Linked DNA regions of Rattus norvegicus: regions 1 and 2 are each linked to region 3. The links are chromatin contacts, called in public Hi-C maps. All regions are on one chromosome and are shown on one strand. The core of a region is the stretch at or near the end of the contact, and the rest is flanking DNA. Distances in the headings are between cores, read along the strand shown.

Region 1 (4,826 bases), core at 2,207-4,706, 480 kb before region 3:
TATCCAACGTGTGCCAAATAATGCTGGTATTCTGTCTGCCATTCATGTTCCAAGCAATACAGACTCCATTTTTATGTGACGTCTCCCTTAGATAAAACAGTTAAAACAAGAACAGGATAAACTCATAGCATAAATGTATTGTATGTCTGAAAGAAACAGTCGCTGTCTCAGTGAGTTATTTCCATGATGGATTTCACATATGAAAGGTCAGACTTTTTCTCTCCTCTTCTGCCTTCAGATGACAGCTTTAAAATAAATAAACTGAACAAGCAGGGACAGGACTTATAGCTTAGTAAATACCTGCTAGCACATGAGTAAGCCTGAATTCAACTGAGCACAAGAAGAAACAAACTCTAAAAACTCCATGCTCTCAGAAATAGAGGAAGAGACTGTGGTGACCATAGTGTCCAGTTTTCACTACACCACTTTCTGCTCCCGGCCAGTCTCACACTTCCAGTCACCTATTCAGGAACTCTTAGGATTCTCAATGGAACACACACACACACACCCACAGGCTTATTTTTTAAATGTCTTGGCTACTCAGCAGGCTGGGCAGTTCTAATTCTCCGTCCAATTCCCTGGGCCTAATTGGGGAAGTGACCACTGGTTGACTATCTCCTGGAGCTCCTTCATCCAACCCTCTTCCATCACATCATTGAGATCTTCACCCCCCCCAACCTAGCCCACACAACTCTAAGGGCCACACCCTGCCTCCCTTTGCCGAGCTATTGGCCACTGGCATCTTTATTGATCTATCAAAAACCAATTGGGGACAAGAACCTTTAGCATTTGGACGAGCAGATTCCCGATTGAATCAAATCATTAGAACCAATCTCCAACATGTGACAGAGCCTAAGTGACCCCTAATGACATCTCAACTTTCTACTCATGCCTGGGTGTCCAACTTGTTCTTTGAAGTAGGAAATGTAATTTGCCTCTAATCATTAAACTTTGGTGAAGAGAGTCGATGAGATGGACCAAAGGCCTGCAGCATAAGCCCAAGGACCTGAGCTCCATCCCTGCAAGTGGAAGGCGAGAACCTATTTCACAGAGCTGTCCTCTGACCTCCATAAATACTCAGTAACACACATGCCCTCACCCAAGCATATCACGCACACACACACACACACACACACACACACACACACACACACACACACAGACACACATGCACTCACACACACACAAATAACTAAAATAGCAATAATAAAATACCTTCTAAGTATATGAAAAATAAAAGCATGTGGCTGAGATGTCTCTCCTTTGGCTAAGACTCCATATGGCAGAGTAGAGACAGCAGGAGTTACACTGAGGAAAGTAGCATGTCAAAGCCTCTATGTTGCTTGTGAGACATGAGGGCACCCCACCACAGTGACAACAGGCAACAAAAACAGGCACCACTGGGTGTAGTGACAGCATCCGAAGTCCCAGCATGTGGGAGGCTGAAAAAGGAGGATCACAAGTTCAAGGCTAACTTGGACCATGTCTCTAAAACAACAAGAAGCTAGAACTGGGAAATCTACAAGGAAATGAAGTCTGCCAGCAACCTGAGTGAGTCTTTCTTCTTCGGGCCTCTGGGTGAGAGTGCAGTGCAGTATGGCAGCTTCCTGGTATCTCCAGCTGCATTTTGTGGGGTGGGGGTGGGTGGATCATAGAATCCTGATTATAAATCTGGGCTCCTTAAATCCATAAAGTTCTTGGCCATTTGTAAGACATCAATAGAAAAGGGTCATAGAAGATTCCTCCTCAGATAAAACAATTTACACAAGGAAATGTAACAGAAATGACAAAGTAACGAGAGAAACACTAAGTCACAAGGGCCGATACCTCAGAGTGTGACAACGGAAACATTTCTTTCAGGGAAAGCTCACATTTGCTATGTAGAACTTAAAGAGTTCATATGTGAAGAGACATCTATCACACATACACCAAGATATCCTGGCATATGAGCAAAGCTCCTCGTTAAATGAAGAAGGGGGTAACTACATTAACCGTGAACTAAGAAGCAGCTGACATGATCAATAGATAAACTGATCTAATAATGGCATAATAATCAGCCATGTTCTCTAATTAAGAAACAATGGACACTCATCATCATTATCGCTCATCGTAATGAATGTCTCTCACACAACCATGAAGAATTTTAAGAGCAGTCTCATAGGCTGCAGGCTTCTGGCATCTTGAAATCCTGTTGTTTGTTGTTGTAAAAATATAAATGTATGTGGCTGGCAAATTACTGCAAGCACAAGTATTTCTATCTCTTACCTTTCTTACCACAGAGAAGACTGTAGATCTATGGATTCAGAAGTGCGTAGAATCTTAGAATATAAAACAAGAGGAAACATGTGGTCTTTGCTTCAGAGAGGGGCGCCAAGTGTCAGTGTAAGACATTGGCTCAGGGTAGAGACAAAACGCTGAAAGGTAACATAGGCCAGCTGGAGGGTAAATGGCTCTACAGATCCAGGCTGTAGAGACATGTTGAAGGACAAGCTAGAGCCCCACTATTGGAAGATGACCAAGATGCCAAATGTTGGTATTGGCAGTGAGGTTCTCTAAAACACTTGCTGGCACATGCCTTCTTGGATAGTCAGTTACAAAGGAGCCTCCCTGTGATGCGCACATGAAGACCTCTGGCAATCATCAAAGCCCAGCTGCGAGCTCAAGATCTAGCTCAAGAAAGCACAGAAAATCAGATGAGGGAAGGAGCAGAAAGAAAATTAGAAGAAACAGAGTAGCCCAGGGAGCTAAAGAAAAAACAGTGAGACCATGGGAAAGCAAGAAGATGAAAAAAAGAATGGAGGGAGAAAATGCAAGAGAGCAGGCACCCCTTACTGAACCAAAGCAAGATCCCAGACGCTGGGTGGACACAGGATACAAGCCCAGACATCCCACTGGGATCCCCACACCCACCCCATTCCAGCTCACATATGCTGCCTTTAGAAATAGGGACACGCCAAGCAAAGCATTTCCTCTCCCTTCCAGGAATGAAACTTAAAATTTAAAACTGGCTTTAGTTACTCTCCTCACTGCTATATCTTTAGCATTGAAAACTATCCTTAGCATGTGGTAACTGACCAAGAATTATCACTAACTGAATGAATAAATTAATGAATGGTCATATTTTAAACAAGAGACTACGTAGGTAGATCTAGTACTTACATAGGTCACCTGACAAGTCACAAAGTATTTCCACACATGGACACAAAAAAAATCAGAGCATTATTTGTACTCAAACTTGAACCTTGCTCTTGGCTTGGCCTAAGTACACACACACACACACACACACACACACACACACACACACACACACTGAATGTGGGGACCAAGCAGACAAAAGCTCTCTTAGAAAACATCAGGTGTCTTCCTGCCAGGGAGCGCCACAAGAATTTGCTGAGTAAACACTCCATTCTATAAGTGTCACAACCACAATAGGGGTGGGACCCCCCACTGTCTCCTCTACAGGGCCAAAGACACCTCCCTGCCGGAGCTTGAATGTGTGTTGTACTTACTAGCCAATAGATTCAAAGGTCAATGTGCTTAGCCAATAAGTTTAAACTGTAACCTTGCTTGTACTCCTAAAACAGTATAAAAAGTGTGTGCCTTTGTCCCTGGGGGTCACCTCTGCCCCGATTGCAGAATGACCCTAGTGCACTAGACTAGTAAACCTCTTGCTTATTATATCGATCTCCGTCTCTGTGTCTCTGTGTGTGGGACATCCTGTACACAGGACTCAGTGGGCTTTTCTCAAGTCTTACAACAACACACACACACACACACACACCATGTGTGTGTGTTAGGATTATTTTATTTTTTTATTTACATATATATATGTATATGCAGATGCCTATGCAGTACATAAGAACACATAAACACTGGATCTGAATAGGATATCATGAGGTACCCACTAGGGGTCTAGCAACTAAACTCAGATTCTTTAGAAGAGCATTAAGTGCTCTTAACCACTGTGCCATCTCTCCAGCCCCTACAGGTGCATCTGTGTGTGCTTTCTTGTCCCTCTCTCTGGGTCTTTATTCTTATGCTGTCTTAAAGTCTCCTGAAGACAGTGGCTTTAACCTGCTGTTACATGATTGCTGTGCATGCTCAGTTATGGAGTGGAAGTTAATCTAATCAGCAGTTAGAAATAATGATTGGTTTAATTGTTATTTTTTAAAAAATATGAATACAAGTTGATTGCAGATTCGACTTTTAAGCATTTGTAAAATGAGTGAAAGTTTGTAAAAGTATTTTATTCGCCTGGTGTGATTGTCATTTTGGAGCCTTCCTGCTGGACAAGCTCACTCTTTCTAGCTCTTTCTGAACTCTGCTGGCTGGTTCAACTCAGCTGTTCTGACTCAAACTCCAGAGCTGACTGTTTCAATTTAGCTCCTCATGGAATTGCTCTGCCTGGCCTCAAACTAACTCTGGCCATCTGTTCTCATCTGACTCCTTCTTATTCTCTGACTTCAGCTGCCTCTGCTGATCTGTGCTCAACTACATGAACTCAGGACAAACTCCCAGCTCTGACTCCCAACTGCCTCAACTCTCAACTCTGTCTCTCTGTCTCTCTGTCTCTCTGTCTCTCTGTCTCTCCCTCCCCCCCCCCCTCTCTCTCTCTCTCTCTCTCTCTCTCCCTCCCCCACCCTGTGCTGCTCTTAAGAAGTGTCTCTTTCCTATCTGTCCCCATGAGACATCTTATTTCTGACTCACGTTGTCTAATCTTTCTCTGATTTGTCACTTTGTCTGCCCCTCAATTAGACATCACTATCAAGCACTGCTCCTTCTACGAACTAAACTTACCTACATTGTTTGGCATTAAAGGTGTGTGT
Region 2 (4,740 bases), core at 715-3,214, 280 kb before region 3:
TGCTCCACACTTTGTCTCCATATTTCCTTTAGGCAGGAGTGATTCTGAGTTAAAAATTTGGAGATGAGTGGGTGGCCCCATTCCTCAACCAGGGGCCTTGCCTAACCTCTGGATGTGGTCTCTACAGGTTCTCCCTCCCCCTTGTTGGGCCTTTCAGTTAATCTCATCCCTGTTGAATCCTAGCCTCTTGCTCTCCTGGCATCTGGGACTTGCTGGTGGCTACCCCCAGGTCCCCCATGATGAACTTCTAAGAATGAAGAGTTATGTTCTTTCTAATTCTTGGCATATAAACCCAGGATATAAAAGGAATGGTTTCATGTTTTTCTAATACATCACTTATATTTCGTGTTCCACACTGGCCCTTCATTACATCTACTGTACACAGGTTTGAGAAAAATATGACTTAAATTGTCTCCCTGGTCATATGTAGTTTATAGGTATGTGAATTACTTTATTAAATTTTTTACTTAACAGTCTGACTTTGAGATACAGATATGTGTACCCAACCAATGAACAGAAGCTGCTGACCCCTCTGTTGAATTAGGGAAAAGCCCAAGGAAGCTGAGAAGGAGGGCAAACCTGTAGGGAGACCAGCAGTCTCAATTAATCTGGACCACGGAGATCTCTCAGACACTGGACCACCAACCAGGCAGCATACACCAGCTGAGATGAGGCCTCCAACACAGATACAGCAGAGGACTCCAGGGTCTGGGTTCAGTCAGAGAAGATGCACCTAACCCTCAAGAGACTGGAGGCCCCAGGAAGTTTAGAGGTCAGGTGTGGGTGTAGGGGGACATCCTTGTGGAAACGAGATGGGGGGAGTGGGGGATGGGAGGAGGTATGGGATGTGGAACAGTTGGAGGGTAGACTGAGAAGGGAATAAAATCTGGACTGTAAAAATAAAAGAAATTAAAAAAAAATCTGACTTTGAGCTGTATTTTCATGTTTTTCCTTTCCATTTTTCCTGTGTTTTAGTTAGAAAGACTAAGGTAAATGATCTACACAACCCTTCCTAGTTACTGGGGAAGGCTCCCATGAAGATCGTGGGAAGAAGGTTAGTTGAGTGAGAAGAATTTAGCCAAGGAGCACAGCATAACATTTTGTGTCTCATCTGTACAGTCAGGTGGCTCAAGTCTTATTTTTAACCACTGCACAACCACAGGGTGCTTTTTCCCATCACAAATTGATGAGAGAGTTAAATTTCTTCCAGCTTCTTGGATCCTGTCAACACTTGTTTGCATACTTGTCAGCTTTAGACTCTCTTTCAGGGGGATTCTGCTGTATTACTGGCATTCCCCCATTCCAGGGGCTGTCCTTGCATTTCCTGCAGTTCCTTACACACACACACACACACACACACACACACACACACACACACACACACGTACCCTAATTTCTTGGATTCTTTTAACACATATGAAGTATCTGATTTAATATTCATTTACTAAATGCCATGCCAGTCAGGAAAGTTGACACAGAAATAGCTTTTTACTATTTGTTTATTTTTGCCTGTTCTACATTTTCATAGAAACCAGAAAATCTGGATACCATAACAAGTCTAGATTATTTTTTCCTTCTTCTCTGTTTCTCTGAATTTCCCATTTTGCTGTTAGTCCTGTTTGAGTAAAAAGCATACCTAAGAGTGGACTGAGGATCGCTGACCCCTATGGTGCATAGCGCTGATTTCTTTTTAAACCTGATTTTCTACAAGGTTTTATAACGCAGTCACCAGAGTGAGCAGCAGCTGCGCTCTAGATTAGATAAGAATTTGCTTTAAAAAAAAATGCATTTGATATGGGCAGTTTTCTACCCAGAGTGCCTCTCTCTCTCTCTCTCTCTCTCTCTCTCTCTCTCTCTCTCTCTCTCCTCCCTCCCTCAGTCAGGGATGTTTACAGTGTGGACCATGTCCTTCGTTTGGGTTGTTAGCTCATGGTTAAATAACTTGTTAGTCTGGTTGTTTGCCCCAATGTGGACCGCAACTCCACTCTCAGAGAACCTTTGCCTTTCCCTATTTGCTGCAGGGTGAAGTTTTCCCAACCCCCACTCCAAATAAAGCCGCCTTCCTCCAGGAGCAAAGTCTGTTGCTTTATGGCCTGAAATACTTAAAAACGATTTCGTTGGTTATACAGTTTGGTGTATGGGGGGTGGGGGGCTGTGCATAACTGGAGACGCTACTTTAGGTACTCTGCAGAACAAATGTTCTTCAGCAGGATCTAACCCTCACTAAACACAGCTGGGGATTCGGTAGAATCACATTCTCTCTTGTAAAAACCATAGCCCTGGCAGTGTTGCTGATATGAACTTTGGCACGTCTGCCACCGTTTTTCCTTTTCTCTCCTGATGAATGATCAAAGAGCAACACGATGTGCAAGGCCTCAGACACACGGTAGCGTTTAGTCATAACTACCATTGTCTCTCGGAAGGCCATACCCGTGGGATAGAATGGGGAAATGCTCTCTCGGCTTTAGGAGCACTTCCTCTTTTGTGACATCGCTCATTGTGTTTCCCTGTCCTAGCTCATGAATTTTGTGGATCCCAGGAGAGAGCCCTCCACTCTCTTCTGCTCCTTATCCATACACAGACACACATGGTAAGGTTATCCCATTTCTCATCTTTAAGGGAATGAAGCCAGATTTGCCACCATTTTACTGTCTTTACCTGGGTACCCAGGCAACAGTTAACTGAACCAAAACTCTGGCCTTTAGATAAATGCCAAACTTCTTATTTCAATCTTCTCATTCACTAAGTTTTTCCCACCCCCACCCCAGAGTGGTTTTGACAGAATAACGTCTGAGTTTGCACATGACCTGATCAGGCCTGCACCTACTTCCTCATCTTTATTACTCCAGGAGTTGGTCCCACATATCTTTCAACCTCGGGCTTTGAGTTCTTACTTATCTTTACAAAGATAAAGCAGGAATTATACCTTTCAAAGTTGCTCCTATTACAGGAGGAACCACAATCCTACTATCCACAAAGGACCCTGGGAAAGGTAAAGAGAAACAGACTCAAACAGTGTCACTACAGAACACAGGAGAAAGGAGTTAGGTAGAAAAGTGGCACTGTCTTGACAGAGTTTGACTCTAGCTAAAAGTCATTTCGATGTAGATTTCTTTCCACAAATTAAATGCACTATTTGGTTTTCAAGGGAGGTAATCCAAAATCTGATCATTATTTTATCCCCTTCAAAGTTCAGGATCCCTGGTGGAATCATGGGGCTTCCTCATCAGATCAATAACCTTCCTACCTCTGCCTTAACTCTCAAATAGACAGGAAGAGGGAGAATCCAGCAAAAACTACGAATTGGAATGAAAAGGCCCATGAAACTTGGATGGGGGTTGAGGCTGATTCCTCGATTTTCTGATGAAAGTGCCTTCCTCTTTCCCAGTCTGCTGGCCTCTCATCTTGATATCTGGGAGCTTGTCATCCCTGCTATGTAGGCATTGGAGACAATTTTCTAGGACTGTTTGTTTCTGAGACTTTTGCTTTTTGGGTCTATGTGACTGCGTGTTTATTTATCTTTAATGCCCCTCTTAAGCATATGTATTTACCAACTTCTAAACTTCACCCATGCTTCTTCACATACTCTTTCTGGAAATTTCTAGCCACTTCACCTAGTTCAATTTATGTGTCTTGCACGGCATCACATGTGATACTCTTGTTGGTCATTTTCTGCATGCGAACAGGTTGTTATCTTTCCGGTGTACCACATTTTGTCCTTGTTATTAGTAGATCTTTCAGATTAAAATTTCATAAATTCTTTTTATGTGTGTGATGTTTGTACCACTTCTCGTACCAATTTTATACTCTAATATTATACAAAAGGCTAACATATAAGGTAATTAAGAAGTTGTCAGTGTTCAGTGGTTACAAGCACTGGTTGTTTTTCCAGAGGATCTCAGTTCACATGGTGGCACATAACCATCTGTAACTCTGTTTCCAGAAAACTCGGTGCCCTTTTCTGACCTCTCTAGGCAGCAGGCATGCACACGTACATACAGACAGACAGACAGACAGAAGAGAAAGAGAGAAAGGGCATATGCAAAGAGAGGAGAAGAAGAAGGAGAGAGAGCAAGCAAAATGTCTGGTTTATATATGGAGGAGCCTCTTCTGGGGGTAGGAGGAGCCCAGCTCTTGGGTTGGAATGTTCAAGGTTGGGAGCAGAGTATTCTGGGTAAAGACTGAGGGATCCTGGGAGAACCTGGAGGCCAGGTCTACCTTAATAGGTAAAGTATGTACCTCAGTCCAAAACTAAGTAGAAACCATTAGAATGTTTTTATTACTCTTTCTTCTACATCCCAATTCATTCACAAATGTGGCATTTTCACAACATAGATCACAAAATTAATCTTGTTAAAAAAGAAGAAGAAAAACTCTAACGTGAATATAAGACCTGTTTCGGACCTGGACCGATTCCTAATGTCTGCCACACAGGCAGCACAAGTGAACAAATCCTACTTTCACTATCTGATTTATCACTCCAATTAAATGGCAGGTATGTATGTATATCTAAACTCTAGTCTGATGTATTGTCAGGGGTGATATATAGGAGAATGGGTGCCCCTAGTATAGTTTCTTAATGTCGTTTAAGATTTGTTTGTTTATTTTTGATGAAGCAAGTTGGAGCTAACTAAGAAGAGGTTTTAACATAGATTTAAATACAAGCATCAAGAGGAGAGAGAGGTGTAAAGACAGTAGCATATGTCCCAGAATGAGCAAAGACTTCTCCAGAGAGAGAAT
Region 3 (4,824 bases), core at 153-2,652:
ATTCTTCAGATTCCCCATTTGAAGGGGGTGGCTCCCTCGTGATCAGTGACGGTCCTCCCCACTTTGTCTGATTTTCCTGCTTGCCACCATCTTACGGAAGGCCTAGACGCTAGCTAGACACAGCTGCTTGTTCTGCCTGCTAGCGTCTTTTGATCTGTGGCTTTCCTCCTTTCTCCTAGCTTTTGCACCTTCTCCAAAGCCACGCCCATTGCCACCTCCTCCCTCCCAGCAGGAAGCAGGAAGTAGCTTTGGCCTCTGCTAGCTCCCCAGAACCCCGTATGCAGATGGTTTTCCCAGGATTAAGACTCTCCTACTGGTTAGCCATGGTCAGCCATGATAGGAAAACCACGATAAGGTCCAGGTGATTGGTCCTGTTACAGCTGCTGCACATCTCTTACTACGCCTAACTTATGAGCTATAACACTGTCGTGTGGTTATGCAAATAATAGAGATGCAGAGGTCCGGACCAGCCCCTCTTGGGAGGAATAAAAACTTCCTTCTCTCCCAGCTAAGCTCTGACAGTCACTAGAGCGGCGACCCTACTGCATATGCCTAGAAGCTCACTAAATTCCTTAAACACAGAGAGGGTCCTTCCAAGTGAGTCCATTTCTTTCTGTGTTTGAGAAGCCAGCAAAGCCATCTGACTTGCACGGGAGAGTTAGTGAATAAAACTGGGGATAATTATGAATAGTAAGCAGTGTAGACCAACGCCCGGTGAAATCGCACTTCTCCTATCACACGTGGAATCTCCATTTTCATGATATCTGTGTGGAACACAAGAGTTTTTAAAAAGCAGGGCTACGAAAGGGAATGAAGAGACCTAAACAAAGCAGGAAGGGAAACCAGATGGCAGTGGCCAAGTGTGCTGTAAACGCAGGGGCTGGGATGTGTGGAGGGAAGGAGAGAACAAGCAAGAAGGAGCTGGGGCCAGGAGGAAGATGGGACAGAGTGTGATCCTGAAGGTATTATAAAATAGCACATGACACCCATTCCTTTGCAGGCTAACCAGGGGTCCTAAACGGAGTGCCCAGATACACTGAATATGAGGTACTTGACTCCCGTACACTTCACAGTCCTGAATTATGTGGGTGCAAAGCAGTCTCTGGGTGCACTCACACTCTCCCATGATGGTGGAGCTTACAGTGGGGAACGGTAGTGTGGGCAAGGGAACTCGATGGTTGTATAGCATCCCTCAGTGCCAGTATGTGGGGCTGCATAGAGAGCACCCAGTGTCTGCCAGCTCACATATGCCAGTGCACGGTGCTGCAACGAAATGTAAAAGCAATTTACCTAATTTCATGGCTAGAATCCTGCAAACGCGTTCGCACAGACCGTTCCATACTGCCGGGCCACTTTTCTGGAGACAATCGTTGGTCAGTTTCTGGTGCGTCGTGGAGTCCGTCTTCCTGGCAGACCAGTGCCATCTAGTGGGGGGTAAGAAGGCTGCATTCTTAAACCTCAGGGAAGAAGATCCAGTTTCTCACATTTTATTTTTTTAGGAGTACTTTTCAGAGATAATTGCGCCGCAATTAAAAATTTTTTTTTAAAAAAAGATGGAAACCGCCCATGATTCTTAAATGTCAAATAAAAGGGAGCATATATACACTTTAACTTCTGGCTTGTCCAATTTCAAACGCGTTTGTGGCTGCCTTCAGAGAAGTGCGGCAATAAAATGGTTAAAAAAAAAAAATCAGGGCTGGAGAGATGGCTCAGCGGGTAAGAGCACTGACTGCTGTTCCTGAGGTCCTGAGTTCAAATCCCAGCAACCACATGATGGCTGAGACCCATCTGTAATGAGATCCGATGCCCTCTTCTGGTGTGTCTGAAGACAGCTACAGTGTACTTATATATAATAAATAAATCTTAAAAAAAAAAAAAATCAATGATCAATGTCCAGGATCGGTGTTACCTGTAAACCTGAAGGAGAGATATAAACCAGAAGGAAAGTACCTCGTACGGAAAGCAGTCTTGGGGCTGGAGAGAGGGCTCCGCGTCGACAGTGCTCACTGCTCATGGAGAGGACCAGGTCTATGTTGTCAGCACCCACAAGGGGCAGCTCATACTTCATACGCTCAGTTTCTGACCTCTGTGCACACGAGTACACACACAGACACACATAGGCACACATGCATTCATGCACATACACAACAATTTCTTTTTTTTTTTGTTTAAACATGTTTATTACAACAGATACAATTCACATCTGACTAGCTTTGTTTCTCCTTTCCCCTCCCACAACCATGTTCATTGGGCCACTTCCTTGTATTTGAGCAGTCAATGTACTTCCAGCACACTTGCCCAGCAGTACTTTAAGTCCATTCTTACAGGGTGAAAATGGATTTCAATAATTTATACAAACGTGGGTTATGCTCAATCACTGCAACTCCAGCTACTGTACACAGGAATGAGAAGGTTATAGAAAAGTGCCACAGCAACAGTGCCCCAAGAAAGGAAAGAGGGCACCTTTAAAAAAATGGATAAAATCAGGCCAAGGGACTTCAGAGGGAATGGAACATACAGGAAATGAAAACATTTCTTTGCAAAACAAATGGAGCAGCACTGCTCTTGATCAGGTGCAAGTGCTGATCAGTTGTCTCATGATATTTGTACACTGCTCATAAGGTTCAAAATCGTATCCTCACACACAGATCACCTGGTGCTTGCACTGGATTTTTGAAAATGCAAGATTTCTGAATGATAAATTAACCCCCCAAATTTTTTCTTTTTTTAAAAAAAGCTAATTTTGCAGACAGGTTTCCATGTAAAAGGCTAGGTATTTAGCCACCTCAGCATTGATTAGTTTCAGATGTCTAAGCTCTGTTACACATGGCTTCCCATGGCTTCACTCTACAAAACATATTTACAACGTGAAGATACATCTACAAGAAATCTACATTTCAAGGGTTTTACAAATCAATCTTGTATCTTTCCCCTGAATTGACTCTCACAGACCCCGTCCCCTTGTCATTTCATTTGCCCAGCTTAACAGTCCATGGTCTACTGAAATGCAGCTCAAAATGTTATGACTGGGCAACAGATTTACAGTTCCTCTATGAGATCATGTGCAATTATTCACATCTTCAAACCATGAAGGAATTCTGATTTTTTAGCTTTTCGAGTTCCTTAATTTGTTGTCTCAAAAAGAGTATCCTCTGCTCTCGCAAAGTTGCTTGAATTTCACATACTCGAACTAATGATCTCAAATTTTTTAACTCAGTACATATTTCTGACATATGAACACTTCCCATATTATGGGCTTCTTCACGCAATCTTGATGCCTGTTTCTCTGCATGGTCTGCAGGCCACCCTTGAACATGTTTTATGAGATTATCATTGAAGTGTGCTGCTAGAGTAGGTATTAATGAACACGAAGGCCTAGCAGATGCGTTCTGTGGTACAACAGCTGCAGTTGATGCATTACTACTACAAGTATGATTTGGATCAGGTGATGGACTTCTCTGGCTACTTAAGCGCTGAAGACTTCGTGGAGAGACAGGGTCATGGCCCTGCTGCTTGTCAGCAGTCACGGGCTGCTGTGTAGCCGAATGTGACACTGGTCCTGGCTTAACTACTGGAGTACTAACCTTTGGCTGTGATGAGACAGGCGGAGTACTAATCAAAGGTTTAATGGGGACTACACAACAATTTCTAAGGCAACCCTATGCCTCGTGATTGGTACTTATAAGGTGAAACCCTTCCCGTATAACTCACGGTGTTTAAATTTCACCATATGGAAGTCACGTCTGCCCACAGCAATCCGCATCAAAGGGTTCATTGTCGGGCTTACGAAGTGCCCGGGCTCAGTCTGTCATCTTCTTTCTTTCCATTGCTACCCTGTGATTTTTAGGCAGTGCCTTTTGAAACTGACCTTTTGAAGCCTCAATATTACCTGGAAAGTGACGAGACATACATGTTCCCGGGCCCCAGTCCAGACTCACTGAACAGGAAATGATCAGGTGGGGTCAAACCATTTTCACCGTTAATTCTGGTACCAGCAACATGTGAGAGGCACCGTTCACATCTCTGTACGGTAAAACCCAGAGGAGAAAAAAAAAAAAAAAACTCGAAAGCTGGCCTCTGTTAGCCAAGAAGATGCTTCTTAGAGAATGATTTAGGGATGTTAATAAAATCGACAGTGAATAAAAATTAATCTTGTGAACTAGCATAATGACCAAGAACTTCTCAGGAAAGAAAAATTCCTTGCAGGACAGGATGGGGCAGGTTGGATGTAACCCAGCCTGGCTCAGTTTATGCCTCCAACTTCTGAGTCTGTAAAAGGGCACCATGCACAAGCCTTCCTGCTGGAGCCGACGTTCATGGGTGATTCACCAGGAGTCGCCGTCGTTACTGAGACTGACCCATTATCTGAAGAGCAGGCAGGAGATTACGGCAATCACACACTGCTACTCACCCGTCCGGTATTTACCAGGTTCAAACACAGAGCTCATAAACGTGAAAGCCAAGTTCAGGGTCCTGCTTCCTCCGCTAGGGAGGATTTTTCAAAATTAGCAGCCACCGAAGACTACAGCTGTTCACTTAGGCCGTGTACGTACCTGGGTCATTTACAAGTTGGAGTTTTACGTTGGATGGTTCATTTATTTAATTTCTTACTGGTACAGGGTCTCACTGTGTAACCGTGGCTGTCCTGGAACTCACTATATACAACAGGCTGGTCCCAGACTCACAGAGATCCACCTCCCTCAACCTCCAGGCTGATGGAATAAAAGGCCTGTGCCACCGTGCCTGACAGGATTTTTATTTATTGTTGTTATAATTATTATTAATAATTAGTAGTAGTATAGGGGAGCACATGTAATGGCACAC

What was found. A called contact is a pair of places that touch in the nucleus more often than the background predicts.
Region 1: a contact with region 3 is called in a Hi-C map of liver, with 4 times the contacts expected there. The contact joins two enhancer-like sites. A contact is called at or near these places in 3 of 12 Hi-C or Micro-C datasets (the A7r5 cell line, hepatocytes and liver).
Region 2: a Hi-C map of liver shows a contact between it and region 3, with 3 times the contacts expected there. The contact joins two enhancer-like sites. A contact is called at or near these places in 3 of 12 Hi-C or Micro-C datasets (kidney, liver and mammary epithelial cells).

Annotation. Positions count from the first base shown.
Region 1 is chr18:11,644,680-11,649,505 of GRCr8, forward strand. No RefSeq gene overlaps it. Among named protein-coding and RNA genes, the nearest start is that of Dsc3, 42 kb to the right of the region's middle. Within about 2 kb of position 3,457, at least 2 of the 93 cell types and tissues checked have an H3K27ac peak or open chromatin away from gene starts, as enhancers often do. A contact at or near this core is called in liver, where this site is marked.
Region 2 is chr18:11,844,522-11,849,261 of GRCr8, forward strand. No RefSeq gene overlaps it. Among named protein-coding and RNA genes, the nearest start is that of Dsc1, 43 kb to the left of the region's middle. Within about 2 kb of position 1,965, at least 2 of the 93 cell types and tissues checked have an H3K27ac peak or open chromatin away from gene starts, as enhancers often do. A contact at or near this core is called in liver, where this site is marked.
Region 3 is chr18:12,127,414-12,132,237 of GRCr8, forward strand. All of the region lies in intron 1 of Dsg2 (desmoglein 2), which reads left to right. Among named protein-coding and RNA genes, the nearest start is that of Dsg2, 8.5 kb to the left of the region's middle. Within about 2 kb of position 1,403, at least 7 of the 93 cell types and tissues checked have an H3K27ac peak or open chromatin away from gene starts, as enhancers often do. A contact at or near this core is called in liver, where this site is marked.